7 separate regions of the Mus musculus genome follow, and regions 1, 2, 3, 5, 6 and 7 are each linked to region 4. The links are chromatin contacts, called in public HiChIP or PLAC-seq and promoter capture Hi-C maps. All regions are on one chromosome and are shown on one strand. Each heading gives the region's core, a stretch centred on a gene start, on an enhancer-like site or on the middle of the called end of the contact. The rest is flanking DNA. Distances are from core to core; before and after follow the strand shown.

Region 1 (4,160 bases), core at 150-2,649, 330 kb before region 4:
CGTACAGTCAGGCTGGGCCTACCCAGAGAGAGGCCTCGGACCCTGGAGAGCCACCGCTACCTTCCCCTGCAGAGCAAGGGAATCTCTGATTCTTTCCCCACTCTCCTGCCACCGCCAAACCCCGGCTTGCCCCGGTTTCTTCTCAAAGACCCGCGAACACGTAATTTGAACATTTTTAAAAGTCGTTTTAAAAAGAAGAGGAGCGGCCTTGGAGAGCTTCCCTGGACTCCAGTTCTGCCGCGTCGCTTCTGTTCCTTACCTCTCCCCTTCTCTGGATTTCTCCCAGTCTGTCCCTCGCCCTCCCCTTTCCCCCTCCACCCCTCCCCTCCCTCCCAACCCCCCAGCAGTCCGACTCCCCATCCTTTCTTAAACGCTCCTCTAAGTTCACGATCAAAGTTAATATCGCCCGCAATGGTGGCACTTTTAAAAATTTCACAGACCGAGGGAGATAACGGAGGAGGGGGGCTCACCCGGCTTTTCCAAAGAGCCCCTTTCCCTCCCTCCCCACCCCTTCTCCATCGTAAAAAGTCGAGTCGTTGGGAGAGAGGGCTTTGTAGGTTATAATAAAATCCTTTGAATGCTTATAAAACTCCACATAAAATCAGACTGACCCAAAACACGAGGCTGTCCGCGCTCCCCTGCCCCCCCCCACTACTCCAGCCCTCCCTCTCCGCTCCCTCCCTCGCTGCCCTCGGGTTCCCGGCCGCTGCTACCTACTGGGGGCGGCTCCCTTGGCCGGCTCCTTGGTCGCCGAGTGGGAAGAACCGGACGAGCTGGGATTCGTGTTCTCCTCCTCGGCCTCGGCCTCAGCACCGGCCTCTGCCCGGGACGCAAGTCCCGAGGCGGGGGGCGCCTCAGGCTCCCCCTTGGCCTCGCCCTTGCCGGAGCAGGGGGGCTCGGCGGGCGCATCTCCCCCACCGCAGTAGGCGTTGTCGAAGAAGCGGTCGAAAGCTTGGGGCAAGACGCTGTTCTTGTTGACTGAGGAGTAGAAGCCGGCGGGGGCCGCGTGCGGGGCGCTGGGGTGGTGGTGGCCGCCGTAGGAGCCTTCATTTTTCATGAGGATCTCAGTGACTGTGGAAGGAGGCAGGCACTCCCGGTGCATAAGCTCGTCGGCCGCCGCATAACAAGACGAGTAGCTGTTCCGATGGTGCCACTTCCCGGACGGTTCCAGGCCGTAGGAGACCTCCCGGACCGGGGGCACTTGGGCTGAGTAGGGATAAGAAATCTGACGAGAGGGAGCCTGGGGTAGGAAGGAAGAGACGGTGGAGAACTCAGGCACGTAGTAAGTGCAACTGGGCAGATAGAGGTTGGAGGTGCAGCTCCCTCGTTCGCCGAAGTCAGCGCCCCTCTCCTTGCGCGAAGGCGAGCAGAAGTTGCCCAGGTTGACCGAGTTAAACATCGTTCTCTTCTCCTGCCTCCTCCGGCTGGAGGTTTTGGACCCGATCTAGCGAGGGGGGAAATTTTGGGAAGGCGAGATGACGCGTTATCCGTCTTAGTCTCTCTCCCCGAGCACGTGATCCAAAGTAGATATTGTCATATATCAGTTCGGAGCACTTCGCAGACGTAGGAGGGGTTCTCTCTTAGGTAAGATCGGGGACGTTCAGGCGATTGGTTTGCAAACACCGCAGAAACATTATGAAAATCAATTGCAGATTTGTATTCGTTTTTCTCTCGTCACTCCCCTCCTCTCCATTCCACAGAGCGAGAAAAGGAGGAGAGAGAGAGAGGGTTGGGGTGGGGTGGGCGGTGGGATGGGCGGGGGCGGTGGCTGGGAGGGGGTAATTGTATTTTTTTTTAACTGCTGTTCTTTTCCCCCCTAGGATTGGGGGAAGGAGAAGGGTTTTCCGTTTCGGGGTCTTGGTCCCCTCCTTATGACAAGCTGGGGGGCGGGGGGTAAAAGAAAGGGTCTTTTCCTGCCTGATTTCCCCGGAAATATTGGATGCTTCCCAACAAGTTTCAGGGACTCTTAACCCTCTACCTGAAGAATCAGAGCTTGTTCATAAGAAGTCCTTTATATTACTTTCCTGACCAGAATAAGGTGCGCTCCCTTATAGGACAGGCTCCCAGGAAGAGTATCTGAAGTTTCCCAAAGGTGAGGCAGCCCAGCTATGAGCCAGTGTCCCAACTTTGTCTAGCTTGCTGTGCTGCCGCTGGCTAGGGACTCCTATTAGTCATAAACCAGTGGTGAGCAGTGCGCCAGCCGCCCAGCCGGTGCCTGGCGAAGTCTGGGAAAAACCTTCTCTAATGTTGTGTTAAATATTTAGTATGAGAGAGTGGCCCTGGGTGAATATTTCATGCCTGCCTTTATTGTCAATCAATGTGCAGAAAGCTACATTCACTGTGGATTTTAAAATCCCAAACCCCAAAGAAAAAGATTTAGAGTGAGAGTCATCTATCTTCTCTATCTGGGGCCCTTCGGGTTGGGAGCTCAGCTTCAGCTAATAGGCTGAAAAGAAGGCTGGCAATAAGGTCCAGGCAGGATGTATGCTAAGGGAACTACATTTGGAGAGGTTTTTTTTTTTTTAATGATTTGGGGAGCTTAGGTGGGTAGAGGTGTCTATCTCTAATACCAATCAAAAAGTAGGCAGGGTAGGGCCTGAAGTCCCCAGCCTCTTTCACTCCTATTTCTTCTCTACATCTCAGTCCAACCCTGCCCTTCTCCAAGTCTATAAACCCTCCTTGCTGGACCGCTGTGTCCATAGGGGAATACTCAATGACTCCTTAAACCTCCAGTCCCTTTGGCTATTACAACATACATCTGGGCATCTGAATATAACTTTATGGAAATGTTCTGGGCTGGATCCATGGTGCCCAAACAACTGGCACAAACAGAAAGCAGCAGTAACCTTGGTCCTAAGAAGGAGCTGTCAGGACATAACATTTTAGAAAAGAGCAACTCAACCCTGTACTCTTAGACAAAACCAAAGGTAGTCTAAACCATTCCCCCACCCTCAGGGCCGCCTTCAGATTGGTTTTCCCGCTTTAAAGTGTATTTAATTTGATTTTCTTTGTTGAAGGATGAATCACTGAAAGCCCCAGTCAGACAGGAAAGACAGAAATGGCTAGCTTATTTCCAAATATATCTTCCCAAATCCATTTTTCCTCAACTTTTCTACCTGCCCACATTTACTCAGACTTTACAACAATACTTCGGTGAAATCTGCCTCCACCATAGTCACCTTCTCTGTGTGGGTGGGTGAGTGGGGATGTCTCCAATATTGTAGAAGAGACTTCCAGTGCTTCCCTATGTTTGCACTTAATGATAGGCATTGCTTCTTGTGCTTTTTAGTCCTGGCCAGATCATAACTGAAGGTAAATAACTAGATTGGGGGCATTTCTGTAGAGAAGGGACCAGAAACAGAAGATTCTGTTGCAGTTCCCCTTTCCTTTAGTCTTTTTTATAGGAGGAGCTGGGGGCAACGTTTTTAATTATAATGGTGGTGAACAACGGACTGGGGCTTTTATGGGGTTTGCGTTGACCTCATCAAACTTGCGTTTACTGGAGGCAAAATGCTCCCCAAACAGTCATAGAAGCCAGCAAGAAGAAGGCCAGAGGTACCCCATCTCTTGCAGAGATGAGGGTGGTCTTGGCTCCTGCTTTCCCCCGTTTTCCCACTAGGTTTTTCTTACTTTTTCTTCTTGCTCTTCAGGGCAGGGTGGGGATCAATCCCCTAAGTCCTGTTTTGCACAGCCTTGGAGAGAGGTGGGGGTGGGGGGGTATCTGCTTCCTGTGAGAAGACAGCTGTGGGCCTAAGCACTTGAATTTGACCACCAAAGTTTATTCATGGGCCACCATAAAAGTGAGGCAGGCAGCTACAAAGAGCAGTCTGATTTTCTTGAAGCCAAAAGAAGGAAGCAAAGGAGAGTGTCAAGGACATGATGTCTAGGAAGCTTTAGGATCCAGCAAAAGACTTGTAGGAAGGAATACTCTTCTCCACAAAAGCAAGCCATGAAGTTTAATATTTTTTTTCTGGCATTGGTTTTTCAAATAATTTAAAACAACCTTTAAAAAACCCTCAGCAACTGGGTCAAGGAGAAAAGGCCCTGGTTTTTGAGGTCACTTAGTTGTTGAATAGCAAAAAAATACTTAGGGATAGGATATTGGCTTGCCTGCCTGGCTTTGGGTCCAGACCACCTGGAAGCCTTCACTGGGTTTGTAA
Region 2 (3,776 bases), core at 1,101-3,600, 390 kb after region 4:
CCAGGACAGAGCTTTCCTTACCTTGCTCCTGGCTATCTTCATCTTTGTCGGTGACCTGAGCTATGGGAAGGAGGTGGGTGTGGGATGGGAGAGGCAAGAAGTGGGGGGGGGGGGGGGAGCAGAAGAAGAAAGTGAAAGAAGATTTAGAGGAAACCACAGGGCCAGGGCCAGGGGGAAAAGAGGGCATTGTCATGGTTACCATCGGTTGAGGGGGAAGGGCAGTAGGTCTGGCTGTCCCTTAGCCTGGAGCCAGTTAAGGCTCACCCAGAGGCCTCCCTTCCAGTCTCCTCCAGCAGCTTCACTCTCAGGAGCATCTATTTGTGATAGGAATTCTTTTGCTCTGTGAGGACAGCAGGAGAGCCAACATGGCTTGTCTGTGCTCACCAGGACACGGAACACACGCTGCTTTCTATAGGGAATCTCTACCAGCACTGTGGTCCAGGGAAAGTTCCCATTTGTATTTACAGAACACAGTTCTCCCCATAGCATGGCATGACATGGCATACATAGTATAGCATAGCGTAGCATAGCATAGCATAGCATAGCATAGCATAGCATAGCATAGTATAGCATAGCATAGCATAGCATAACATAGCAGCTTCACTCCGGGCTGCTCTAGCTGCACTCTTTCCCAGACTCACCTCTATCCTGGCTCCTGGACCCCCAGTGGCACCCCCAAACCTAGCCATCTGCCTCTCTCTAACTTGCCAACTGTCTAGACCCTTAAAGCCTCCACCTCGGGCTGGTGAGATGGCTCAGTGGGTAAGAGCACCCAACTGTTCTTTCGAAGGTCCAGAGTTCAAATCCCAGCAACCACATGGTGGCTCACAACCATCCGTAATGAGATCTGACTCCCTCTTCTGGTGTGTCTGAAGACAGCTACGGTGCACTTACATATATTAATAAATAATAAACCTAAAAGAAAAAGCCTCCACCTCTTATCCCCTTAGACTCCTCACTCCTACAGTTATTGCCTCTCTCAGTGATAGAGACCAAACCTAAGGCCTCCTGAAAGCTGGGCAAGCATCTTGACACTGAGCCGCATCCTCACACACCCTTCTTACTGTACCAGATGGTCTCTTAAATAGACACCGTCTTATTTTTTTATGGTGATCTATAAAATGGCAGCCATAGGAAGTTCTCCCCTCCTTCCGAACGTCACGAGTCCTTAATCCAGTCCCACATGCTGTGGTGACCCCAACCAGAGTCATTTTCACTGCTACGTCATAATTGCAATTTTTGTCACTGCTATGAATCGTAATGCAAATATCTGATATTTCTGATGGTCTTAGGCAACCCCTGTGAAATGGTTGTTCAACTCCTATGGGGTTGTGACTCACACAGGTTGTGAAACCCTGGATTAAAGAATACAGCTAAGGAGTTTTACTACTTCATGCTAACGGAGAGAGAGCCAGGATTTTAACTCAGGCAGGTTGGCTTCAGAGTCCAAATAGCTTAGCTGTGGTACTCTCAGGAGTCGAGACTTCTAGGGAAAGACCTTGATTCAATCCAGGTTATAATTAGTTAAATTTATTGATACTGGTAGCAGGACAGCAATCTCTGAGCCAAATTAGAGTCTGCCACTCAAAGGGGAATAAGGGATGAGGAAAGGATTTTTAAAAATGAAGACCACAAGACCTTGAGTATCTGCATATGCAAGCCAAGAGCTGTTTTGCTCTGCCAAGAGGTAGTAGTCAAGGGGACCTCAAAGTAGTCCAGAATGTCTGCACAAGAATGTCAGAGAAAACAAAACAAAACAAAACAAAACCAACAACAGCGACAAATACCGATTCTATCAAAACAAGTACAGATGTAGGCTTGTGGGTGAAGGCCGGTGTGTCAGGGTTACTGGGAACTTATTTTCCTGGCAAATCAAAAGACAAGTGGCTATTGGAACCAAGATGGATACCTAGCACGAAAGGCAGTCATCACAACTCAATGGCCCCTGAGTTTTCCAAAGGAACAGAAACCACCTTCCTTCATGTTTCTTCCTGTCTGCTCCTTCCTCTCTGTGATACTGGAGAGAACATTGAGTTTTGGAAGGAAGCTGAGTTGGATTTAGATTACAGCCCAGCAGCCCCTTGCTACCTGTGTGACATTTTGCAAAGTCGATCTCTCTTTAGAGTCTGGGCTTCAATCTCTGCGTCTGTGACATGTGTGGGGGCAGGGGTGGGGGCACCGCCACTATCCGGCGCTGTTCTGGTGACCCTTCCTTGTACTTCTTTAGCACAGGAGCAGTGCTTAGTAGATGGGACTCCTAGGTCCTTTCTTTACCCAGCCCACTCCTATCTGCTCCACCTTCTGCTAGATCAGCCACCCTCCAAGAGTCCCCCCACCCCAGGGTGTGTCACTTCCTCCTCTGCTGCCTCTCCATCTGTACACAAGGGCTGCCACTGCCACCGGCGGAGGAAGGGCTGCTCCTCCTCAAGCACCTGTGAGTACCCTCAGGGCAGCAGCCCACCCACCTCCTCCTCTCACCCAGGCCTACTTGTTCCCTACCTCTCTGTGATCTGGGCTCTCCAGTGCTCTGTCTAGTCTTGAGAAAGGCTCTGAACCCCCTTCTGCACTCCTATGGTCCCCACTATTTCTTTCTCGGTTATCCCAGCCTCCTGCTGCTCATCCATTTGTTTCTCCAGTGGAGCCAGAGGGAGGGAAGGAGATTGCGATGCTATACGTGAGTGTTTTCTGAGAGCTAAGGCTTACTTACTCTTGTGCTTCTCCCAGCATCTCCTGTCTGTCCCTGGCTGCTATCTTTGCAACTTGATGTTTTTTGCACAGTCCAGAAGTCTTCCCACTTGGCACCTTAGCCACAGACTCCACATTCCTGGTCTACTGAGGCTTGCACTGTACATGTGCATGCTCACACACATGCACACACACACACATGCACACGCACACATACGCATGCGTGTGTGCATGGAAGGAGACAGGCAGCAGGTGGCAAGATACATGGATTGCCAAAGAAGGGAGAAAGGGACAGAATTGAGAGGGGCAGGAGAGGTCATGTATGAGTTCAGAGCCCCCTTTAGGAGAGATGAGTGGACTTGATGTCTCTGTCTTGTGGGGGGAGTGGAAGTGAAGCCCCATCTATGAGATGAGTCAGAACTAAATTTTGTGCTGCAGAGTCTCGAGCCTCCCTGACCACAGCGCAAAGCACGCAGGTCTGAGGTTTCAGTGAGGTTAAGCCTGGGGTCAGCCTCTCCCTGAGAGCAGAAGCTCTGTAATGTACTACACCCATCTGAGGTCACATGGGGTGGTGAGCAGGATGGGGTGTTCAACGGCTCAGTACCCCACCCTTCCCCATACTCCCTGTAAAGAGCATCAGTACCTGAGTCTGGACCCAAGCTGAGGGGGTTGTGGTTGCTGGCTAGCAGGCTCTTGTACACTGCTGGTGGCCATGGGAACACCATAGCACAATCCCTAGGGAGCTTACGCTGCAGTCTCTACTTACCAGTGTTGCCGGCGGGTACTGCCAGTCTTCCAGAGGGTTCCTTGAGAGTCATCTGCACGTGTGTGATGGCTGCATGTGCTTTCCTTGTGTGTGTGTGTGTGTCATGATTAGTCACAGTAGGCAATTAGAAACCATTACATTTTTGAGACTGGAGAGAGCATTCGGTGGCTAAGAGCACTTGTTGCTCTTGCAAAGGATCCAGGTTTGACGCCCCCCTCAGCACCCACATATTGCTTAACAACCATCCATCACTGCATTGGCAAGGGACCTGATGCTTCTGCGCTCTGGGGGCACGCGTGACGTTAGACACATCAAGGAGAAGGAA
Region 3 (4,054 bases), core at 1,092-3,591, 300 kb before region 4:
CTAGAGAAGTGAAGGGCAGCCTATTTTCTATAAGTGTATTATGGAATGCCTACATATGAACAGTCTATCTTATAGATATGTATCAGTCTGTGCTTCACATGAATACGTTTGTATAGTATAAAAAAAAATCTTATAGTCAATGAGGAGAAGGTGGTGTATGGTACCAATTGTACCACAACCATGTCCTTGATTCTGGCTGTGAGAAATAGGGTGCCTTGTGTGGTTTTAGCTCTGGTACTGACTTATAACAAGTGACCTTGTGCTGTTTTTCAGAATGTTTTTGCTACATTCTATAATATCATTCAGTGATTCTTCTCCATCTACCTCTCCACCCAATCCCGGATGCAGAAGAATTTCAGGCCTACCGTAAAGAGTTCTTTGGGTTGATCTTTCCAATGAAAAATCCCAGGCCTGGTATGGGAGGCTAGGGGGGGCTCCTTTTGCACACAGTGGGAAGCTATCTTAGGCTTCTCTGGACTCTCAAGGATCTTTGAAGCTATTAGAAAAGAGGACTGTCTGTCTCCCACTGAGCTCTGTACAGGAAGAGTAGACCCAAATGCTGGCTTCTCTAGACCCTCAAATCCTTATCTCTCAGATCAGAGTGGAACCCAAAGCTTCTGATGCAGTTTTGGGAAATCTGGGCCGGTCTTTCTCCTCTGGGGAGTGATGGGGGCGGTATGGAATCCTTTCCTATTCAGAGACAGCCACAGAGGAACAACACAAGAGTGCTCTCTTCTTGCATACACAGCCAGACAAGAGTGGTCTGGACCCCGGACCACAGCACAGGTCTGCCTCTCCCACCTCCCATTTTAGAACCCCTTTCTCTGTCTGGAATGCCAGTAAATCTCACTTGGAGGATCTGGCAGTGGATTCACAGGATTAAAACTGTGTACCAGAGCGGCAAAGAAAAAAATTGCATTCCAGGAGAGGATTCAAATCTTACACATTCCCTCTACAGAGATTTTTAAAAATCTCTTCTGTGCTCTTATAAAACATTCATGGTTAAATTTAAAAAGAAAAAAAATTGTACATTTCTATAGGCTCTGGAGAATTAGATCCCCATTTTAATGCTATAGTATCTGGTGGTTGACAGCTCCTGAAAACTCGGGCAAGGTAAAGGTTCTTATACTCTCCCCAAATCCCAACTATCCACTGGGTTGAGGGTTTTGGACTAAGTTCCAAGACACCAGAGGCCCAACCCCAACCCATTCCTGGCTGGAAGCGGATTTAGGGGCCAGGATCCCTGAATGAGGCTGGAGCAGGCTGGGGGAGGAGGAGGCGAGCTCCCGACCAGAGCCGAGCCGAGCCGGCGCTCGGGCGCCTCTGATTGCTTCACTCTGGACCCGGCAGCTCCGGGGAACGTGTCGGAGCAGATTTCTTCCCCAGCGCATTCCTCAGCATAGCTCGCCCGGCCGGCTCCATCGACAGCCTAGCCGAGCCGGCGCGCCGGGGCCAGACGGCGGGGGTGGCTGAGGCGCGGAGCCGCGGGGCAGGCAGGGCGGGGAGGGGTCCCTGGCGGCGGCGGCGGCGCCGCCGCTCAAGCCCCTTCCTTACCTGGGAAGGGAGACTTCCAGAGGTGGGCGGACTGCGACTGCTCCTTGGAGCAGTACACCTGACTGTCCCAGCCATTGGAAAGAGCCCAGTGCTGGTAGCCTTCAACAGGGATGAGCGCGTCGTGACGCGGCTCCGGGTGCCCGCTGATCCCAGGCACCACCGACACGTCCAGGTAGCCGGGCATTGCCTGGTAGGAGCTGGCGAAGCTGGGGTAGAAGGCGAACTCCTTAGCCCTGGAGGACAGGTCGTCACCAGGCAGCGCGCCCGACGGCTCTGGGTACTTGTCCCCCGGATGGTAGGCGCAAGGCTTCTGCTGCAGGTTCACGTTGTGCGACAGGCGGCAGCCGTAGTAGCTGCCCCCAAATGGGTAACCATAGCCCAGGGTGGCGCTGGACGAGGTGGGGGGCGCCGGCGGTGGGGCGCATTGGCGCGCCGCCTCCGGGGCTGGGATGTCCGTGTAGACGGCGCCCTGAGGGGCACCCAGAGGAGCCGGCGGGCGGGCCAATACAGGGTGCGGGAGCAGGTCGCGGCAGTGGCTGGCCGGGCAGCTACCGCCCAGCCCGTCCATGCTCGGGGCTTTGCCGGGGCTCGCTCCGCTGCAGCCACCCCCCGCGCCGCCCGCGCCGCCGCCTCCCCCGCCGCCGCCGCTGCCGCTCTCCGCCGCGCTGTCCTCATAGACGTACATAAGGCTCTCCGGCCAGCGCGGGTGCAGGAGCAGCGAAGTCGTCATGACATGATCTGCTCCAGCTTTTTAAAAACTCCACTTGCCAGAGGCAGCGAGCTAGGGAGACACCTCGCTCTCTTTTTCCCTCCCCCATCCCTCCTCCCTTCTCTCTCTCTCTCCACCCCTCCCCTCCTCCCCCCGCCACCCCCCCCCCCGGTGCTTCCCCCTCCCTAGCCGCATTCCCACTACGCATGCGGACACACTTCATTAAGAAATCCGGCGACTCCCGCCCTCCTCACCATAGCACGCCCCTGGTTCCCACGTGACCACAGCCGCTGCACGTGATGCTAAGCCTGGGTCTCCTGGGGTTCCCTCCCCGGGAGATGGGGCGGGGCGGAAAGAAATGAGAACTTTGTTGATTGGCTCACTGGAAAGGAAAAGGAGGAGAGAGCTGGGAGATTTAAAGGGACGGGCAACGCCCCCTAGGCAAGCCTTGTTAGGGGAGGGGGGCAGAGAGGCTTAATTTGGCCGACGCAAAGGGACCTAGGGAGAAGAGGATGGCTCCTCCTCCTAGGCTCTGGACTGAGAGACGCTGAGAGGCTCCGGTTCTCAAACAGATGGCTTTGACTACCGAAGTCTCTAAATTGGGGCTTGGAGCTGAGAATGGAGGCAAACCTGGAATTTTAGTAATAATAGTAATAGTAATAATAATAATAATAAATCTAGCTAGGAAGGCTCCAGCTGTGGCAGTCAGCTCACGGCGGACAAGGACCTCACCGAGCCTTTGGTGCCGAAACCAGAGTCTCAAACTCCGACCTCAGAGGCTTTCCCCAAAGCCCCAGTTTGTCTGGAAAAGGGCTCTCTCCTGTATCAGACATGATTGGGCGATTGGATTTCCCAAATGCAGACTTCGTCCCGATGTGGGGAGAGAAATGATGAAATACACTCAGCGAGAAGCAGAGGCTAACGGAGAGGGGCAGAAGGACAGATTGCCATTTCAGCATACAAAAGGGATACCGGAGACTCCCCCCGCCCCCACTCTCAAAGAAACAGAAGCAGATTCTGACTGAGCAAAAGGAAAGGCCGGGATGCTTGCAAGAGTCTCTTTGGGTTCACACAAGGAACTGTAGAAAGCAGAGAAAACCTGCCGCTCTTTAAAGGGACTTCTGACAGGTGCAACTCCAAACATACAAGTACAAGACCACCCCCCCTCCTCAATGGCTTGGGCTGATGGGGTGATAAGCGCTAAGGAGCCAGGCAGCTTAAGTTTAAGCTGCCTTATTCCCAGTTTCCTTTCAGGATCACTCTTGTTCAGGCAGAGTACTTAGATCCCGAACTGTCTTCTATGTCAAGAACAAATTAGCACCAAGTTACTGATTTTTATAACACTCACTTTTTTCTGCGCCCCCCCCCCCACTGGTTAGGGCCTCAGTAGAGTCACCCCTTTGCAGAGGGGCATCTCCATGGAATTGTGCCAAGCTCCCTTTCACACATACCCCTCCCTGAGGAGAAGAAGTAATAAAGAGCGAGCGAGAGAGCAGGAAAAAAATAATAAAGAGGGAGAGAGGGGGGCTGCGGTGTCTCTCTCCTTCTTGCCTCTGCCACACGTTTTAAATGCTGGGTGCTGATGTTCACACAGACTCTCAACTGTGAACACCCATCAAGACTAATCCTAGACCTTTCAATTGGAGGCAAATGTTGGAGCCTGCCTCAAGACCCCTAAAGGAGGAAGGTGGTCTCTGACGGTTGACAGCCCCAGGCCCTGGTGAGTCAGGACAAGAAATGGAATTTTTGTCAGCATGGTCGGTCTTCATCCAGAAGTGAGTCCTCCTCGGA
Region 4 (4,255 bases), core at 1,114-3,613:
CCGCTGAGCAAGGATGACATGGAAATCTGTGAAGTGTTCCATAATTAAAAGTAAAGACAAAGCAAAACAAAAACCCCCTCTTTATTTCACTTTTGCTATATAGGGAGAAATCCCTTGGATTCTTCCACCATTGAGAGGATGCCAAGAGGTTAGATAAGATCACTGACAGGAAGTTCAGAAAGCTGAATAACAAAAAAGCTGTGAAGGGAATCAGGTCTGGTGAAGCATGCCTGTAATCCTAGCACTCTGGACAGAGGAAAAGCATTTAGAACACATATTCTAAGTTACCCAGATAGTCAGACCCTGTCTCAAACAAACAAACAAAGAAAAAAAAAAAAAGAAAAAGAAAAAAAGAAGAGAAAAGAAAAGAAAAGAGAAGAAAAGAAAAGAAAAGAAAAGAAAAGAAAAGAAAAGAAAAGAAAAGAAAGACTGTGTTAGGTGTTGATATTTAGCTCAGTGCTGGAGTACAAGGCCCTGGGCTCAGTGCCTAGAACAGAGAAGAAAACAGCTTCAAAGGGGGAACAGAGCCCATTACCACCCCTCCACCCCACCTCACCCCTTCTTCTGCCCTACCCCATACAGCCACACACTGGGCAGAGACTATGGCTACAATATTGCTACTGTTATAAAGAAGAAAACACAACTAGTTAGCTGTCGGGATCCCTGGAATCCCTTGTCAACTCTACTTAAATCTGTTCAATTCTTAAGCTTTTATTTACAGTAACACAAACACAAAAAGTACCATCTTAACCACATAATTTGTGTGTGTTCATGTGTATCACAGACTGGTCTCAAATTCACAGAGACCTGCCTGCCTCTTCTTCAGGATAAGTTTTTCAAATGTAGCTCTTATATTTGATGTTCTCCTGAAAGTCTCAAGGCTGTCTCTTAATAATTCAACTCCTCAGGCTAAAGAGATGGCTCAGCAGTTAAAAGAGGACAGACCATTCTTCCAGAAGACCTTGTTTCTAGTCCCAGCACTGACACTGCAGGTCTCAACCATTTGTAACTTTAGTTTCAGGGTACCTGGTGCCCTCTTCTTGCCTCCACAGGTAGGCATCTGGTATGTAGATGGTATACATTCAGGCCAGACAAGTGGCTCATACTTAATACAAGTACTTAGGTGGAGGCTGACACAGGAAAATGAGTTTCAGGACAGCTTGGCTTCAAAATAAGCCCTGCCTCATTCATAAATAAATAAATAAATAAATAAATAAATAACTTTCTCAAGAGGACTTCTCTCAATACTAGCAATAGTGTTTTTCCCCTCTTAGAGTTGCTTTCGGTCTCATTACCCTGAAAAGCTCTTCACTTTCTGAAGTAAGTATAATTATTGACTTATGACCTATCTCTCCCTCAACCGTAAAATAAAAATTCTGTCAGAGAAATTTTCCACATGACCAGGACAGTGTTGTGTGTGCTTTTGTTTTTGACGTAGTATGTGCTGTTGGTATTTCAATAAAATACTTGCTGGGTAACATATACAAATTTTAAAAAAAAAAATCACTGTGCTGTGGCTTCACACTGAGCTACACTAACAGTCCTACTTTCTCTCTGTAAGTGTGTGTGTGTGTGTTGTTCACAGGTATGGAGGGTTGTCCAAGAGACCAGATGACAACTTCAGGTTTGGTTCCTCAGAGCTATCCCCCTTATTTTTATTGTTTGTTTAACGCGGGATTTCCCACTGGCCCAGAAGGCTAGACTGGTGATCATCCATGGTCTTTTGGGGGTGGGGTGGGGGGTTGTTGAGACAAGGATAGCGCTGGCTGTCCTGGAATTCGCTATGTAGACCAGGCTGGCCTCGAACTCACAGAGATCCGCCTGCCTCCATGTGGCGATTAGAGGCGGGCGCCGCCGCGGTGAGGCTGGAGTTGAACGTACTTCCTCACACTACCATCGTAGCTCACACACAGCACACACCGGGCAGGGGCTTCGGCCAGTGAGGTGCTGTCAAGTGTAAAGCAGAAAGTGCAAGCAGTCACCTGCTCGGATCGACTCTTGCTTAACTTCCTCCACACAACTAATGACCAGCTTGGTGACTGAAGTCCCTCTCTTGGCTCCGCTCCCTTAATTCCCCTTTATCCGAGGGCTGCCTGAGACACTCTCAGTCCCTCCCTGCCTTTGCTTCACCTTCGGACCTCCACAGCTACAGACAGATCGGCAGCGTTAGACGCCAGGGCCGCTCTCCCCGCGCTGCCCACACTTTGCAGCCGAACACGTGCGAGTCGTGTGTACAGCGCTCGCCCAACCTTCCACTCAAGCCACGCTCACAGCAAGCCCCGCCCCTAGGCCCTGGTCCAACTCAGCCCCACGAGTCGCGCCCTCGCCCCCACTTCTCGCGAGAAGTGAACACGCCTGGCCGGACGGGAGGAAAGTATCTGCTCCGCTGAGGGGGGAAAGGAGGAGCAGGAGACAGATTGTGGGACCGAGCGCGGGCGGGCGGGAGGCGCCGGAGCTACCAGCGGGTGAGTCCTGTTAACATTAGCTAGTCCGTGGCCTGACAGGAGTCTCTCCTTCTACTCTGGCCAGTCCCAGCGTCCCGGGCCGGGGTCTCCCCTCCCAGTCTGTTGGACGGGGGCGCTGAGGCGGTGGCCAGGCCTGTCTGAGGAAGAGGGTGGGGCGTAGGCTAAAGACAACCAATAGGAGAGAAGGAAGCCACAATTGGCGGCCATGAGCGCTAATGGGAGATCGCCTTTACCTTGCGGAGTGCCGCCCTCTTCTCTTCTCCCGCCTCCTTCCTTTTGGAGGAAGGCGGGGCCAGAGGACTGAAGTGTGGGGAGAACTTGGGGTAAGTAGCCCCGGGGGGCACAGGGCGTGGCGAGGAAAGGGGGGTTGAATCCTGAGGGAAGCGAAGTCTAGTGGAAGTCTAATGGAGGGATCTTGGAGTGGAAGATAGAGGAGGACTGCTAAACTAGGTTGAAGACTCAAAAGATTTCCCAAAAAGTGGGTTTAGGGCTTGGCACTGCAGAAGGCAGAGGTAAATAGGCAGGAGGTAGGTTTGGGTGACGAGAGCCTGGCTCAGGTGAAAGCACGCGTTGTGTGGTCGAAGTGGAGCATTGGGAAACGGGGGTCCTGGCGTTTCGATTGAATTCAGAAGAATCTGAGCAAGAGACACGGTGTCAGAAAGTATGGATCTGGACAGATTAAGTGGATGAGTTTAGGAGGACATGTGAGTGGGTTGGGTTGCTAGAAGGCATCGCTTCGGTGATAATATGGAAATCCAGAGGGTAAGGGGGGATATTTGGAGAAGAGACAGCGACTGACATACAGTCTGGTTCTTTCTTCAGTCGGGAGACCGCCAGGATACTGCTTAGTGTTTTTTGGTGGATATGGCACCCAGACTGGTGACCAGCCAGCCAAAATGCTGGCCCGGGGGTTGAGAAGAAGAAAAGTAGGGCGCTACTCTGATTGTCATTTTTCCAGTGTTCCACTTTCCAAGTTTCATTTCTTTCAGAACACAGGGATGTGGGCCTGGGACTTCGCAGTCCAAGTTGGAGACCCGTTGGGACTTCTATGTTGCTCTGAAATGCTTATTATGTGCACTCACTGGGGTGTTTACTACCCAGGGCACCTCCTACCCAGATTCCCGTGTTACTACTTTCCTAACTTTGTTTTCTGCTTAGCAGAGGGTGTTTTAATATCTCTCAGGGTTCATATGAAGTATAGGTTTGTGGAGATGTGCAGGTTTTTTTTTTTTTTTAATTTCAGCAAACTCATTTGTTTCCTATGTTTAAAATTTTTTCAGCAGTATAATTTCTGAAGAAACTATAGGTACTCTAAACACTAACAAATAAATTTTGTTTCCTTAAATGTGAATTTTCCCTTTCGTTCATTAAGAGTTATTTAATGGATGATTGAACTTAATCTTAATTATCTTGTATATTTTCTTGTTTATTAATTGGGGCAGTGTTTCATATAGCCCAAGTACACCTCAGACTGAGATAACTGAGGGTGACCATGATCCTCCACCCACCTCCCAAGTGCTGGGATAATAGGTGTGTACCACCATATCCAGTTTATGTAGTACTAGGGTTCTCAGGGTCTTATACATGGTAGGTAAGAACTCTGCCATGTGAGCTACAGTCTTTAGCCCTTGTGTGTGTGTGTGTGTGTGTCTGTGGTTTATGTAGTGTGTCATGTAGCCCATACTAGCTTTGAACTCATTTTTAAATTTCTGATCCTTCTATCTCCACGTACCAAGGGTTGATACAAGCATTCGCTTCCATGCCCAGTTTATCAGTTTATGTGGCGCTGG
Region 5 (3,808 bases), core at 1,288-3,787, 480 kb after region 4:
ACAACAACCCGGCAGTTGTGGCGCACGCCTTTAATCCCAGCACTTGGGAGGCAGAGGCAGGCAGATTTCTGAGTTCGAGGCCAGCCTGGTCTACAGAGTGAGTTCCAGGACAGCCAGGGCTACACAGGGAAACCCTGTCTCCAAAAAAAAAAAAAAAAAAACAAAAAAAACAAAAAAACAAAAAAACCAAAAAACATGGGGACCTCTTCCTTTTTTGTCTCAGCTCAACCCTAGTGGTCTAGGAACGCTTGGGTTCAACCCTTAACCAGGACAAATTGAAGGTTGCAGAAGGGGCAGAAAATAAAAGGTTTCCAACCTGCAGGGTGCATCTGGCTCTGGAGAGCTTCTGGGGTCCTGGGAAAAGCTCAGGACGCAAGTAAGCCATAGCTAGGAAAAGGCTGAGCTGACGCAACATGCCAAAAGATAAGCTCACACATGTTCTTACTCCGTTCCCTCTGCAGTGTCAACGCTGTTGTCTGTCTGGGTACCATATCTTCCTCAGACCTTGTCCCTCACTCCCCCCATTTAATGCCAAACTGGGATGATGCTTCAAACTGCCTTCTCCAACCAAAACACACCTTCTCAGAGGAGCCCTAGAACCCTGAGCTCTGACACTAGAAACTGGAGCTTCAACCCCTCACTCCAGTGTGCTCGTGTGTGTTCCTGTGTGTATGTGTGTGCTTGTGTGTGCTCATGTGTGTATATATGTATGTGCATGCGTATGTGCCAATGCACATGTGGGGGGACTCATGTATGCATGTGCGTGCATGCGTGTATGTGTGTATGTGCATGCATGCATGTATTCTTGTGTATATATTCATGTGTGCATGTGTGTGCATGTGTGTGTATGTGTGTGCCTCTGTGTGTATGGTGTGTGTGTGTGTGTAGGCTGGCCTGAGATTATGTAGCCAAGGCTGACACTGACTGACCTTCCCGCCTCCACCCCTAAGCACTGGAATGGCAGGCCTGCACTGCCAAATGATCCAAATTCATTTCTCATCCCTTTCTATGGAAAAACCAGGGACTTGCTATCTTCCATCTCCCGTTGCTCTTCACCCCCATCTTTGGGGTGCTGACTCACTCTAGTCCCACCCACCCAATGACTCAGTCTTCTGTGTTCATCCCTGGGATAGGGTGGGGCTGGAGGGCATCCAATTCCTACCAGGTTTAAATCATAAGTCTGATTTGGCAGATTCCTTCTCTTCCCACTTCTTCAGCCCTCCCCAGGCCCTCTAGGGCCTGCTCACTGCCCCGGTGTCCACTGCCCCCGTGCCCACCGTCTGCAGTGCCTGCTACCCCCGGTGCCCGCTGCCCACTGTGTTTACTCCCCCGGTGCCGATGCTCCCGATGCCCACTGCCGTTCACAGTGGCACTGAAGGAGGAGCAGGAGACATTTCTTAGTGTGTGGAACTAGAGTTTGAGATTCCCTTTCCTCCTCCTCCATAAGGAATCTAGGTCCTGTCTCCAGTGTGAGCCTGGAGAGCCATGGCGTTGACCCTGCGGGGTATAGAGGAAAGCTGAAACTCAAATCCTCCATCCTCCGCCTACATACGTCTCTTTCCCTTTGGAGAAAATAGATAAGGGAAAGGGAGAGCAGAGGAGAATTCAGACATCTCTCTTGCTTATTCTAAGGTGCCCCTATCAGCCTTATAGCTGTCCCCTGACGTTTCCACTTCACGTTCCACTCAAGGCCCAGGAAGAACCAATGGGCCGGTCCCAGAGGCTTGAAGAGGCTGCCCAACCTGCATCTGTCCAGATTCCTACCAGGAGAGACTTGCTTCTCCTATCTCAGGTAGGCAGGTGGGAAGCGGGGAGGGAGGGGGGAGACATGGACTCACCCGACGGCCCTCTGGCGCGTTGACAGCGGCCCTGGCCGATTAGCAGCGCCCGCAAAGGCGCCTCTTCGTTCTCTCGGGGTTGGCACTGCAGTCCTGGGGCGCACTTAGGGCTGTAGACCCCGCACGGTTGTCCCTCTCTCCTGAGACAGCCTCCGGCTTCTGTACAGCCGTCTGCAGGCGATCCCGCGTCTTCCTCCTCCACGCAGCCCCCGCGACAACCAGTCTGCATCCCAGCGCCGCAGCCGGGGCACCCCGCTAAGGCGGACCCTGAGCCCGCAGCGAACAACAGCATTAGCAGCATGAGCAGCGGCTGCGTGGGCAGCCCATCCCAGGTCATGGTCAGAGTTTTTGCCCTGTACACTCCTTCCAGAGAGTCCAGTGCAGCTGCTGCTGCGGGCTCCTCTTTAAGAAGCAGAGGTCTGGGCCCGGCCCCTTAAAAGCCAGGTGAAGGGGGAGGGGAAAAAGGCAGTCCCTTAACTGGGTGGACTGGAGGGCCACCCACCTGGGTCCACCCGGCTTTTCCCTCCCTTCTTCTCCGCCGCTGTTTACTTCCCAAATTGTTCTGATGTTTTTTTCTTGCTTTGTTCCTGGGAATCTCGCCCGGAATTTGGGAGCTGTACATCTGGCTAAAGGGATTGTGGAGTAGGGAGGAGTAAAGGGGAGGACAGAGAAGGTGAACCGTGAAATCCAGTTAGCATGAGTGTATGTGCAGGAAGATGAGGAACCTGTAGATAGTGTGAGAATATTGGGGTGGGGGACGGTGATAAAGGTGACCCGAGAAGGGATAGTATGGGGGTGGAGATTGGGGGTCGGAGGGACTGTGCATCGTGAAAGAGATGTGTATAAACGCTAGGAAAGATGTCAGGCATATGGGCAGAAGCTCCCACGGAGGGTAAGAAACAGACCCAGAGAGAGTTGGTAAAGCAAACGGGGAAGGTAAAATAAAGACTCCTGGCCTGTGTCTGTGAAAAACAAAACCATAAAAACGCAAGACCTAGCCTTAGAGACAATAATAGGAAAAGCTGGGGCTGCTGGGGGTAGAATGAAGACTGCTTTATGAAGAATACACCTTGAGTAAATGTAGAAACCCTCGGAGACCCCGGAGCTGAGCTGGGGACGGAGGTAAAAGTAGGGGACTGTATTCTAGATGCATTTAGGGACAGTGGTCTGGCCACAGACTGGGCCTCACTCTCATCTCTGCACTTCAGATTAGCTTGTCTCTCCGTTGCTTTTTTCCTGTCTCCTTTCTATAGTCGTTCTTTGGGTCTTCTGGATTTCTCAGGCTGATCTGTGCCCAAGATTTGGGAAGGAACTGGTCGGAGAATTTCAGTACCAGATTGCGCAGTTGCCTCTGCTAGTTGGCTGCTCCTGTTCTGCCCATCGAAAGAAAGGCGTGTGCCTGCTCAGCGCTAGGCAGAGTCCCACTCAAGGCAAGGGTGGGCGGGTCCTCAGTACTCCTACGGCTCTCAAGAAACAAGTGGGATTGCTACATTGGACCACCCCGCCCCGCTCAATTCTGAGTTATGCAACAACAATCTCATTCTTTCCTAAAACAAGGGCCTTGGGCAGTGACTAAGTTTAAATTCTGGGCCCCCAAGCAAGAATGTCAGCACCGGCTTCCTGAGCTTTTAAGCAGATACAAAAAAAAAAAAAAAAAAAAAAAAAGCCGGAGGCTTCTCTGAGATTTTAGGTTTTAACAGAGTTTAGAAAGCGATGTTTTCCCCGTTGCCATGAGATACAGATGCTGATTGAACAGGCAGGAAAAAGTGACTGTTATCGTCCACCAAGGCCCTGGAGCCTCCTCTCCATGTTCTGACCCCAGCGTGGGGAGCCTTGGTTCCCGTCCAAGCCCTTATCCCTACTATTTATTTACTTTTTTCACTGCACATGTATCTAGCTAGAGTCTTTTTTATGGACTCAGGTGATACGTATTCTGCCAATTCAAGACAAAATAAAGTATAAAAGCAGGT
Region 6 (3,719 bases), core at 54-2,553, 330 kb after region 4:
TTAGAGGGCTGGTGAGATGACTCAGTGGTTAAGAGCGCCAACTGCTCTTCCAAAGGTCCTGAGTTCAAATCCCAGCAACTACATGGTGGCTTCACAACCATCCCTAACGAAATTTGATGCCCTCTTCTGGAGTGTCTAAAGACAGCTACAGTGTACTTACATATAATAAATAAATGAATAAATAAATAAATAAAATTAGAATGTAAAATTTACTATAAGGAGAATGATAAAACGTAAACAAAAACCGATGTATAACTCTCCCAAACGGAGAACATAAACCAGAGTGTCCTTAGGAGATGATCACATTAGTAGCCCTAGGGGAAAAAAAAATTTTTTTTTTCAAAGACAGGGTTTCTCTGTGTAGCCCTGGCTGTCCTGGAACTCACTCTATAGACCAGGCTGGCTTCGAACTCAGAAATTCACCTGCCTGTGCCTCTCAAGTGCTGGGATTAAAGACATGTGCCACCATTGCCCGGCGGAAAAATAATTTTTTAAATAAAAATAAAAACAATAAATAAAAAGGAAAAGGAAGCCGGGCGTGGTGGCGCAAGCCTTTAATCCCAGCGCTAGGGAGGCAGAGACAGGTGGATTTCTGAGTTCGAGGCCAGCCTGGACTACAAAGTAAGTTCCAGGACAGCCAGAGCTATACAGAGAAACTCTGTCTCGGAAAAAAAGAAAAAAGGAAAAGGAAAAAAACACAGATAATCTCAGAAACTAGGTGTGTCCTGAGCCATAAAGGGTCCCACCTTCAAGTCAGGCAGCAGCTGCTGGGTCTCCTCCTTGCTGCAGAGCAGAGTGGCGAAGTTGACTCCTTTGAAGTTCCTCATGGCAAAAGTCTAGATACAACGAAATGGTTTGTAGAAGCCTGCGAAGGGTTGTAATGGAAATAACTGGAGGAAAGAAGGGATTGAAAGTTGTAGGAGGATTCAAAGGATGAAGCAGGCAAAGAATCCCACCAGAAATCCTATGCGGGGAGAGGCCGATATAAACTGGGCTCCCGTTACAAACTGACAAGTCCACTGTTCCTTCCTCCAGGACGCTCCTTGTCCTCAGTGTCCCACCAGGCCACCGCAGGGGTCTCCACAGGGTCCTGGGCGCCGAGCACACCCTTTCGGGGGCCGCCGAGCCTCCGCAGAAACGCCCCGTTTCTTCCCAGGTCAGCAATGGGAATGTCACTTACCGCGGCTTGAGCGCGCGCTCACCAGACCCTCCGTGCCTTAATTCCCTCGAAGCTGCCGTTCCTCACCGGCCTAGCAGCGTCCTCCAGCCCGAGCTCCACCAAGCACCGGGTGGGCACGCTTCGTTTTCCGCGCCAGCACCTCCTTTCAAATATCCCTAGTGACCAATCAGCGAGAAAGCGTAACGCAGGCCGGCCGCGTGGCGCTCTGGGAGTTGTAGTTTATCTGCCGCGCTGTCTGTCACGTGTTCCTGGAGGGGCGGGTACAACTCTGGACCGGAAAGACTCTGGGACACAGTCTCCTTCTTCAACCTCAGTCAATTACAGTCATTTCGCAGTTGGGTGGTCAATCACTAAGTCTTTCTTGCCTTTATTCCCTGAGCTCAGGCAGGATTTTAAATTTCAAGAGAATTAAAATAAGAAACCCACATGGCTTGCTTTGCGTTACTAGGAAAGAAAAGGTGTAATAGCCTTTGATGTATTTTTTTGTTTTTATTTTTGTTTTTTGAGACTGGTTCTCACTACGTGATCCTAGCTGTCCTGGAACTTGCTAAATAGACCAGGCTGGCCTCTAAGAGAGATCCACCTGCCTAATGCTGGGGTTGAAGGTGTACACCACCACACAGGGTCTTTGGGATTCTTTAAAACTCTGACTTTGTGGAGAGGGACACTGAAAAGGGTGCAGGGACAACCTCCGGGTTCTCCTAGGTTCTCCTCCCTCCCAAGTTTGGATTCCAGCCTACATCTTACATGGGTTGTATAAGAAAGGCTATAGAGTTGAGTGAAGAGTAAAGGGAAGAATTCATTGTGAACGTTCACAGTCTTTTGTTTTGTTTGTTTTTTGAAACAGGGTTCAAAATACTGAGCGTAGGGATTTCTGAGTTCCAGGACAGCCAGGGCTACACAGAGAAGCCCTGTCTCAGGAAAAATCAAAAGAAAGAAAGAAAGAAAGAAAGAAAGAAAGAGAGAGAGAGAGAGAGAGAGAGAGAGAGAGAGAGAGAGAAAGAAAGAAAGAGGGAGGGAGGGAGGGAGGGAGGGAGGAAGGAAGGAAGAAAAAGAAAGGGGGAGACATAGGAAGGGGAGGGAATAAGAGAAAAAACTGACATCTCCCCCACTAGAAAATTTCAGCGTGGGAATGGCAATATTTAATGCAGACACTAACAATGCCGAGCTTTTTTCTCAAGTCAGGGGCATAAGGAAGAAGCAGCCATCCTGGAAATTGACCACCTTTATCTCCTAGCCATGGCCCCTCTCCCTTATCTGCCTGCCTACCAAGTAGTCTAACTCCTGCTCTCTCAGATGCACTATAAAGTCAAGGGTGGTACCAAACATCACCCACCACCAGAGGGTAGGGAATACTTACTAAGGAGGCTGAGGAGCTAAAAAAGCTTAAAGTTCAAAGGCAGCCTGGGTTGTCTAGTGAGACCTCGTCTCAAAATCAAAACAAAACAAAAAATCTTTTTAAAAGCGGGCCTGGGGCTGGAGAGATGGCTCAGAGGTTAAGAGCACTGACTGCTCTTCCAGAGATCCTGAGTTCAATTCCCAGCAACCACATGGTGGCTCACAACCATCTGTAATGGGATCTGATGCTCTCTTCTGGTGTGTCTGAAGACAACTATGGTGTACTCCTACACATAAAAGAAATAAATAAATATTAAAAAAAAAAAAAGCGGGCCTGGAGAGATGGTTCAACAGTAAACAGCAATGGCTGCTCTCCCAGAGGGCCTCTGTTCAATTTCCAGCACCCACATGGTGGCTCACAGCTCTCTAACTCCAGTTCCAGGGATCTGGTCCATTTGGGTAGCAGACACAGACATGGTACCCAGGCATATGTAGAGACAAAAACACCTATAAACATAAGTATAACAAATTAATTTTTAAAACGAACAGTATTTGTTACAAGGTGGGCCTGTTAATTCAAAACTATGATCCTAGATACTGGGGAGCCTGAAGCAAGAGGATCTTGGGTACCAAGAGTGAACTACAGAGGGAGTTCAAGGCTAACACAAGCCATTTAAACCATTTCAAAATAAAAAGTAAGAGGACTAGAGAGATGGGTCAACAGTTAAGAACACTTGTAGCTCTTCCTGAGGATCCAGGTTTGGTTCCCAGCGCCCTCATGGTGGCTCACAACCACCTGTAACTCCAGGGATCATATGTCCTCTTCTGACCCCTTCTGGCACCAGACACATATGGTCATGTATGCACATGGAGACAAATAACTCATAAAAAAATAAATAAACAGGCCTTTAAAAATAAATGAATAAAAATTAAAAGTGTAAAAGAGGGCTGTGGATGTAGCTCAGTGATTAGAGCAGGTGCCCGACATAGACAAGGCCCTAGGTTCTAATAATAAGTGCCACAGTAAATCAATCAATAATGATTATAGACATTTCCAGGATACTCCCTGTAGGATAAAGGACCTAGGAGAAAGGAGGTGAGCCATGAGGACATCAATTGCCTCAGTACTAACTTCCTAAACACCATGCTCACCTGTATGTTCTTTACTGAAAGCTGCGCAAAGTGGAAGTCGGGAATATGG
Region 7 (3,715 bases), core at 708-3,207, 370 kb after region 4:
AGTGGGCATGGGCGGGGGCTGTAGCTGAAGACCACCCCCGCCTGCTGCAGAGTCCAAGGGATTCCCACGCCGCAGCTACCATGGCCACCAATAAGGAGAGACTCTTTGCGCCCGGTGCCCTGGGGCCTGGATCTGGTTACCCAGGAGCAGGCTTCCCATTCGCCTTCCCAGGTGCACTCAGAGGGTCGCCACCATTTGAGATGCTGAGCCCTAGCTTCCGGGGCCTGGGCCAGCCTGACCTCCCCAAGGAGATGGCTTCTCTCTGTGAGTCTCAGGGGTCTTGGGGAGGAAATGAGGGCAGATGGGTAGGGTGTGATCTAGAAAATGGACACCCTTGTTGGAAAGGTGGGCAAAGATGAGGGTAGTGGGGGTGGAGTTAGATGTATTTGAGGATAGTATCTATGGATGGCAGTTCTGTTTAAATATGATCTCAAAGTAGAGGACCTAAAACTGCCTCCTGGGGGACTCAGCACAGGAGGGGTCACAGTCCTGTGGACACCTGAGCTTGCTTGTGTGTCTAGTGTCCTTTAAGGCTGCATGCGGTTGGGGGTGGTCGGGAGGACAGGCGGGGGACTAGAGAATCTGAGAAGTCAGTCCGTCAGCTGTCTCTGTGATGAAGAAGGGCTGTTGGGTTTCTAAGGCTGCCAATAGGAAGGAAACTTAGTGCCCGGTGCGTAAAGACGTATGGGAAAATGCCTGAAGGTTCTGAGGACAGAAGTAGCCCAGTGGCAAAGAGGTAGCTCTTGGTCTACAACATATCTAGACTGGAGCAAGGGTTACTGGGGAGTATCCTCTCCTTAGTCACATGTTTCTGGACTCCTCCCCTCCCTCCTGGTCTGGAATAGTCCCCACACGCTGCAGACCCCTGCTTGTCCTGGGGCCTGTCCTCTTTAGGTTAAGCTTTTCAATGCTGCCAGCAAGTAAGGCCTGAGCTTCCTCTCTCCCTCTGGGACCCTTCTTTGCCCACTTGGTGATTGTCACTCCTGACCAGGACATGACAGACAGGGGTGTGGTAGGGGGCCTCGGACTCCAGTTTCTGGCACAGGGCTCTGTGTATACAGAAGAGGTTAAATGAAAGGTTTGCCAGGAGCAGGGCAATAGAGACAGAAAAAGAAAGATGAGTACACAGTCTTTATCATGGTGGTTCACACTTTTAATCCCAGCAGTCATGAGGGCGAGGCAGGGATCTCTGAGTTTGAGACCAGCCTGGTCTACACAGAGAAACCTGTTTCAAGGAACAACAGCAGCGGCAACAATAACAATAAAGGTGTAGCCGGGACACTGAGCCAAAGAGAAGGAGGGCCTTTAAGGCAAAGTGGGGACACTGGTGTGCTTCGTATATAGGGGTGACTTTATCTGGAGTGTGTGTGTTTGTCTCCCAGTCCACTTGTAGTGTATGCGTACACAGCATCTCGAAGACTGCTTCTGCACAGAACTCCAGTGTATGCAACAAAAACTGTGAAGAATCAGGAGGGTTGAATATCAAGAATGTAGGGGCTACTTGTGTGGCTGTAATACAACGGAGGTTACAGTGTGGTGTGCAGGGTGTGTGTTTGGAAACTTCAGCTGGACTCTCTGAGTGTCATTCTGTGAACCTGCCTGACACCAGGCAGTGGGAATAAGCCTTAACTCCCGTGAAACGTATTCCTTGCAGAGAACCACACAGCCTAATCATAGAGTCTTCCGACTTGATTTCCCCAGGTTCTATGGGAGGTGACTTAAAGGAGCTGAAGTCAGAAAGGAAGATGGGAAAAGCTGGTGGTAGGAAGGACGCTAAGAGACATGGCTGGTACCCAGTGAAAGTCTCCTTGTGTTCTTTGTATCCTAGATACAGGGAGATGGAGGTCAGGGTTCAAAGTGAGGTCACGGTATCAAAAGCAGCAGGCTGAGCCCCATCCTCAAAGGTCACCCTGAAGGAGAGCACCAACACCAGGGAAGGCAGCTGAGGAGGGTGTGGCGGGCTAGCATGGAGGGACAGGCCCAGGCAGAGAGGTAGCAGGTGGGGTAGGGAGGAGGAGAAGGCCTGGGTCCAGACAGTGTGCTTGGGGTGGGGCGTCCAGCTGAAGGGAAGAAGGAATCCTGGAGTTTAGGGACCCTCTCTTGGTGGGAGAGTAATGGACCAGAGGATGAGAGAGTGACATCTCTCCTTTGCTTTGATCCGCTGTCCCTTTTTGGATGTAGCCATCTAATCATAAATGGGAGGGGTGGATCAGAGCCATAAATCTGATGACGACACACCCATACTCACCTACACTGCAAGGAGCCTCTATCTCTCATATTCAGTGTACCACCCTCTTTCTTTCTCAGGATAAGAAGGGATGGTTTAAGGAGGGGCCTGAAGCTTCTCCTTGGGGGCTGGATTTTGGATTGAAGAGTCAGCCCCTGGCACCTTGGGGATATCCTTGGTGAGAAGAAATCTTGCTCCACCTCTTGGGGCTCTCCTGGGGCCTCAGTGGGTGAGGCAGGCATCATAGAACCCTGTCATGGAGGAGGGGAGAGGAGAGGGGAGCCTGAGCTGCCGAGCTAGGCAAGCATAGACCTGTGTGCATGAAAAACGGAGGGAGTGCACGCGCACCCGTGTGTATGCATGCATGCGTGCATACAGGCCTGCGAATGAAAGGCCAAGTGTCTGGACCTCCGTGTATCTCTCACGAACACTGATGTGTAGTCTATTTGCTTTTCCAGATTACAGGGGCAGAGTGTACCAGCAGAGAAAGGATCCTGTGGTCTTGAAGACCTGGCCCAGTTTGTCCTTCAAGTATTGTGGCGGTAATAGTCGCCATGGTGGTGGGGCCAGTGTCTGTGGGGCAGGGACACTGAGAGCAGACTGGCACAAGGAGAAAAGGGTTGAAGCTGGAGATGCCCAGACCTAGTCCAGAGGGGCAGCTATACAGGTGCAGACCCAGAGAGGGGCCAGGAGGCACAAGGGAAAAAAGTAAGGAAAGAAAGTCATGGCAGATGAGGGTGGCAGGCAAGCAGGCGGCAGCGAAGTCTCCTCCAGGAAAAAAACCCCAGTGGCTGCCTCTTTCTCCTCCCCTCCCAGTCTCTCCTCCTCCTCCGGCTCCAACTCCAGCCCCAGGCCGACACAAACGGGGCTTTGATTGCAACAGGAAACCTCTCCGGCGGGGGGAGCCGAGCTTGCTGCCGCTGCTGGGGCCCAGGCGGCACCCCCCCTCTCCTGGCCCCCTACCCTGTCCCAGCCCCCACCCTGCCAAGAGTGCCTCACGTCCTCGCCTTGGGCCTCACCCTCTCTTTCACACCTCCCTCTGCCACCCCCTCTTCTTGTCTTCGAAAGACCCCTCCCAGAGCTCCTCAGGTGGGACCTATCCCTTTAGGACTTACCCTTTTGGGCGGGGCCGACTTTGGTTTGAAATACCTCTTCAGTTTTTAGAGTGAGATTTTTGGAAGAAAGGGAGGGTTATTAAGCAGGGAGAACTCCAAGTGTGTGATCCTCAAACCTCACGAAAAGGTAGCAAGACCGAGAGAGAGAGAGAGAGAGAGAGAGAGAGAGAGAGAGAGAGAGAGGACTTCGCTGTCCCGCTCCCCCAACCCAGTCCAGGCCAAACTCACATTTTTTTTTTTTTTTTTTTTGCCAGGAACTGGTAGAGCTCTGAGGGGTGACCAGGCTAGAAGCCTCAGTGCTGTTGGCCTTCTCAGTGGGGGAGGGGCACATTCTTTCCCCCGGGACCATAGCTTTTCCAGGATCTAGCTGGGA

Evidence for each region. Promoter capture Hi-C pulls out the DNA fragments that hold promoters and counts their contacts. HiChIP or PLAC-seq counts read pairs in DNA pulled down with a chosen protein or histone mark.
Region 1: a contact with region 4 is called in a FOXA1 HiChIP or PLAC-seq map of pancreatic cancer cells. The contact joins the promoter of Hoxc11 here to the promoter of Atf7 in region 4. A contact is called at or near these places in 2 of 39 promoter capture datasets (the 3T3-L1 cell line and the HPC-7 cell line), 2 of 115 datasets of contacts at active chromatin or transcription factors (bone marrow-derived macrophages and pancreatic cancer cells) and 1 of 9 other capture datasets (pancreatic islet).
Region 2: a contact with region 4 is called in an H3K4me3 HiChIP or PLAC-seq map of pro-B cells, with 3 times the contacts expected there. The contact joins the promoter of Itgb7 here to the promoter of Atf7 in region 4. A contact is called at or near these places in 4 of 115 datasets of contacts at active chromatin or transcription factors (bone marrow-derived macrophages, memory CD8 T cells, pancreatic cancer cells and 1 more).
Region 3: a contact with region 4 is called in an H3K4me3 HiChIP or PLAC-seq map of stem cell-derived neural progenitor cells, with 2.0 times the contacts expected there. The contact joins the promoter of Hoxc13 here to the promoter of Atf7 in region 4. A contact is called at or near these places in 2 of 39 promoter capture datasets (the SN4741 cell line and liver), 2 of 484 Hi-C or Micro-C datasets (both in embryonic stem cells), 1 of 115 datasets of contacts at active chromatin or transcription factors (stem cell-derived neural progenitor cells) and 1 of 9 other capture datasets (pancreatic islet).
Region 5: a contact with region 4 is called in an HNF4G HiChIP or PLAC-seq map of pancreatic cancer cells. The contact joins the promoter of Igfbp6 here to the promoter of Atf7 in region 4. A contact is called at or near these places in 10 of 39 promoter capture datasets (the C10 cell line, the SN4741 cell line, cranial neural crest and 6 more), 1 of 484 Hi-C or Micro-C datasets (CD8 T cells), 2 of 115 datasets of contacts at active chromatin or transcription factors (extraembryonic endoderm stem cells and pancreatic cancer cells) and 1 of 9 other capture datasets (pancreatic islet).
Region 6: a promoter capture Hi-C map of pre-B cells shows a contact between it and region 4, with 2.9 times the contacts expected there. The contact joins the promoter of Espl1 here to the promoter of Atf7 in region 4. A contact is called at or near these places in 7 of 39 promoter capture datasets (3T3-L1-derived adipocytes, the C10 cell line, cranial neural crest and 4 more).
Region 7: a contact with region 4 is called in an H3K27ac HiChIP or PLAC-seq map of stem cell-derived epiblast-like cells, with 5 times the contacts expected there. The contact joins the enhancer-like site here to the promoter of Atf7 in region 4. A contact is called at or near these places in 2 of 39 promoter capture datasets (maxillary cranial neural crest and pre-B cells), 1 of 484 Hi-C or Micro-C datasets (embryonic stem cells) and 3 of 115 datasets of contacts at active chromatin or transcription factors (bone marrow-derived macrophages, pancreatic cancer cells and stem cell-derived epiblast-like cells).

Annotation. Positions count from the first base shown.
Region 1 is chr15:102,951,765-102,955,924 of GRCm38.p6, reverse strand. Hoxc11 (homeobox C11) reads right to left here and starts at 1,399. Exons shown (of 2, transcript NM_001024842.1): 1 at 718-1,399. The coding sequence starts at 1,399.
Region 2 is chr15:102,230,509-102,234,284 of GRCm38.p6, reverse strand. It overlaps Itgb7 (integrin beta 7), which reads left to right and starts at 2,350. Exons shown (of 15, transcript NM_013566.2): 1 at 2,350-2,434.
Region 3 is chr15:102,919,418-102,923,471 of GRCm38.p6, reverse strand. It overlaps Hoxc13 (homeobox C13), which reads right to left and starts at 2,341. Exons shown (of 2, transcript NM_010464.2): 1 at 1,555-2,341. The coding sequence starts at 2,284.
Region 4 is chr15:102,623,572-102,627,826 of GRCm38.p6, reverse strand. It overlaps Atf7 (activating transcription factor 7), which reads left to right and starts at 2,363. Exons shown (of 12, transcript NM_001310067.1): 1 at 2,363-2,465. It overlaps Gm25141 (a small nuclear RNA gene), which reads left to right; the gene lies at 1-48.
Region 5 is chr15:102,142,915-102,146,722 of GRCm38.p6, reverse strand. Igfbp6 (insulin-like growth factor binding protein 6) reads right to left here and starts at 2,537. Exons shown (of 4, transcript NM_008344.3): 1 at 1,839-2,537. The coding sequence starts at 2,175.
Region 6 is chr15:102,293,877-102,297,595 of GRCm38.p6, reverse strand. It overlaps Espl1 (extra spindle pole bodies 1, separase), which reads right to left and starts at 1,303. Exons shown (of 31, transcript NM_001014976.2): 1 at 1,181-1,303; 2 at 747-836. The coding sequence starts at 827.
Region 7 is chr15:102,248,968-102,252,682 of GRCm38.p6, reverse strand. It overlaps Rarg (retinoic acid receptor, gamma), which reads left to right. Exons shown (of 10, transcript NM_011244.4): 3 at 1-264. The coding sequence starts at 81. Among named protein-coding and RNA genes, the nearest start is that of Rarg, 6.7 kb to the left of the region's middle. Within about 2 kb of position 1,957, at least 54 of the 459 cell types and tissues checked have an H3K27ac peak or open chromatin away from gene starts, as enhancers often do. A contact at or near this core is called in embryonic stem cells and stem cell-derived epiblast-like cells, where this site is marked.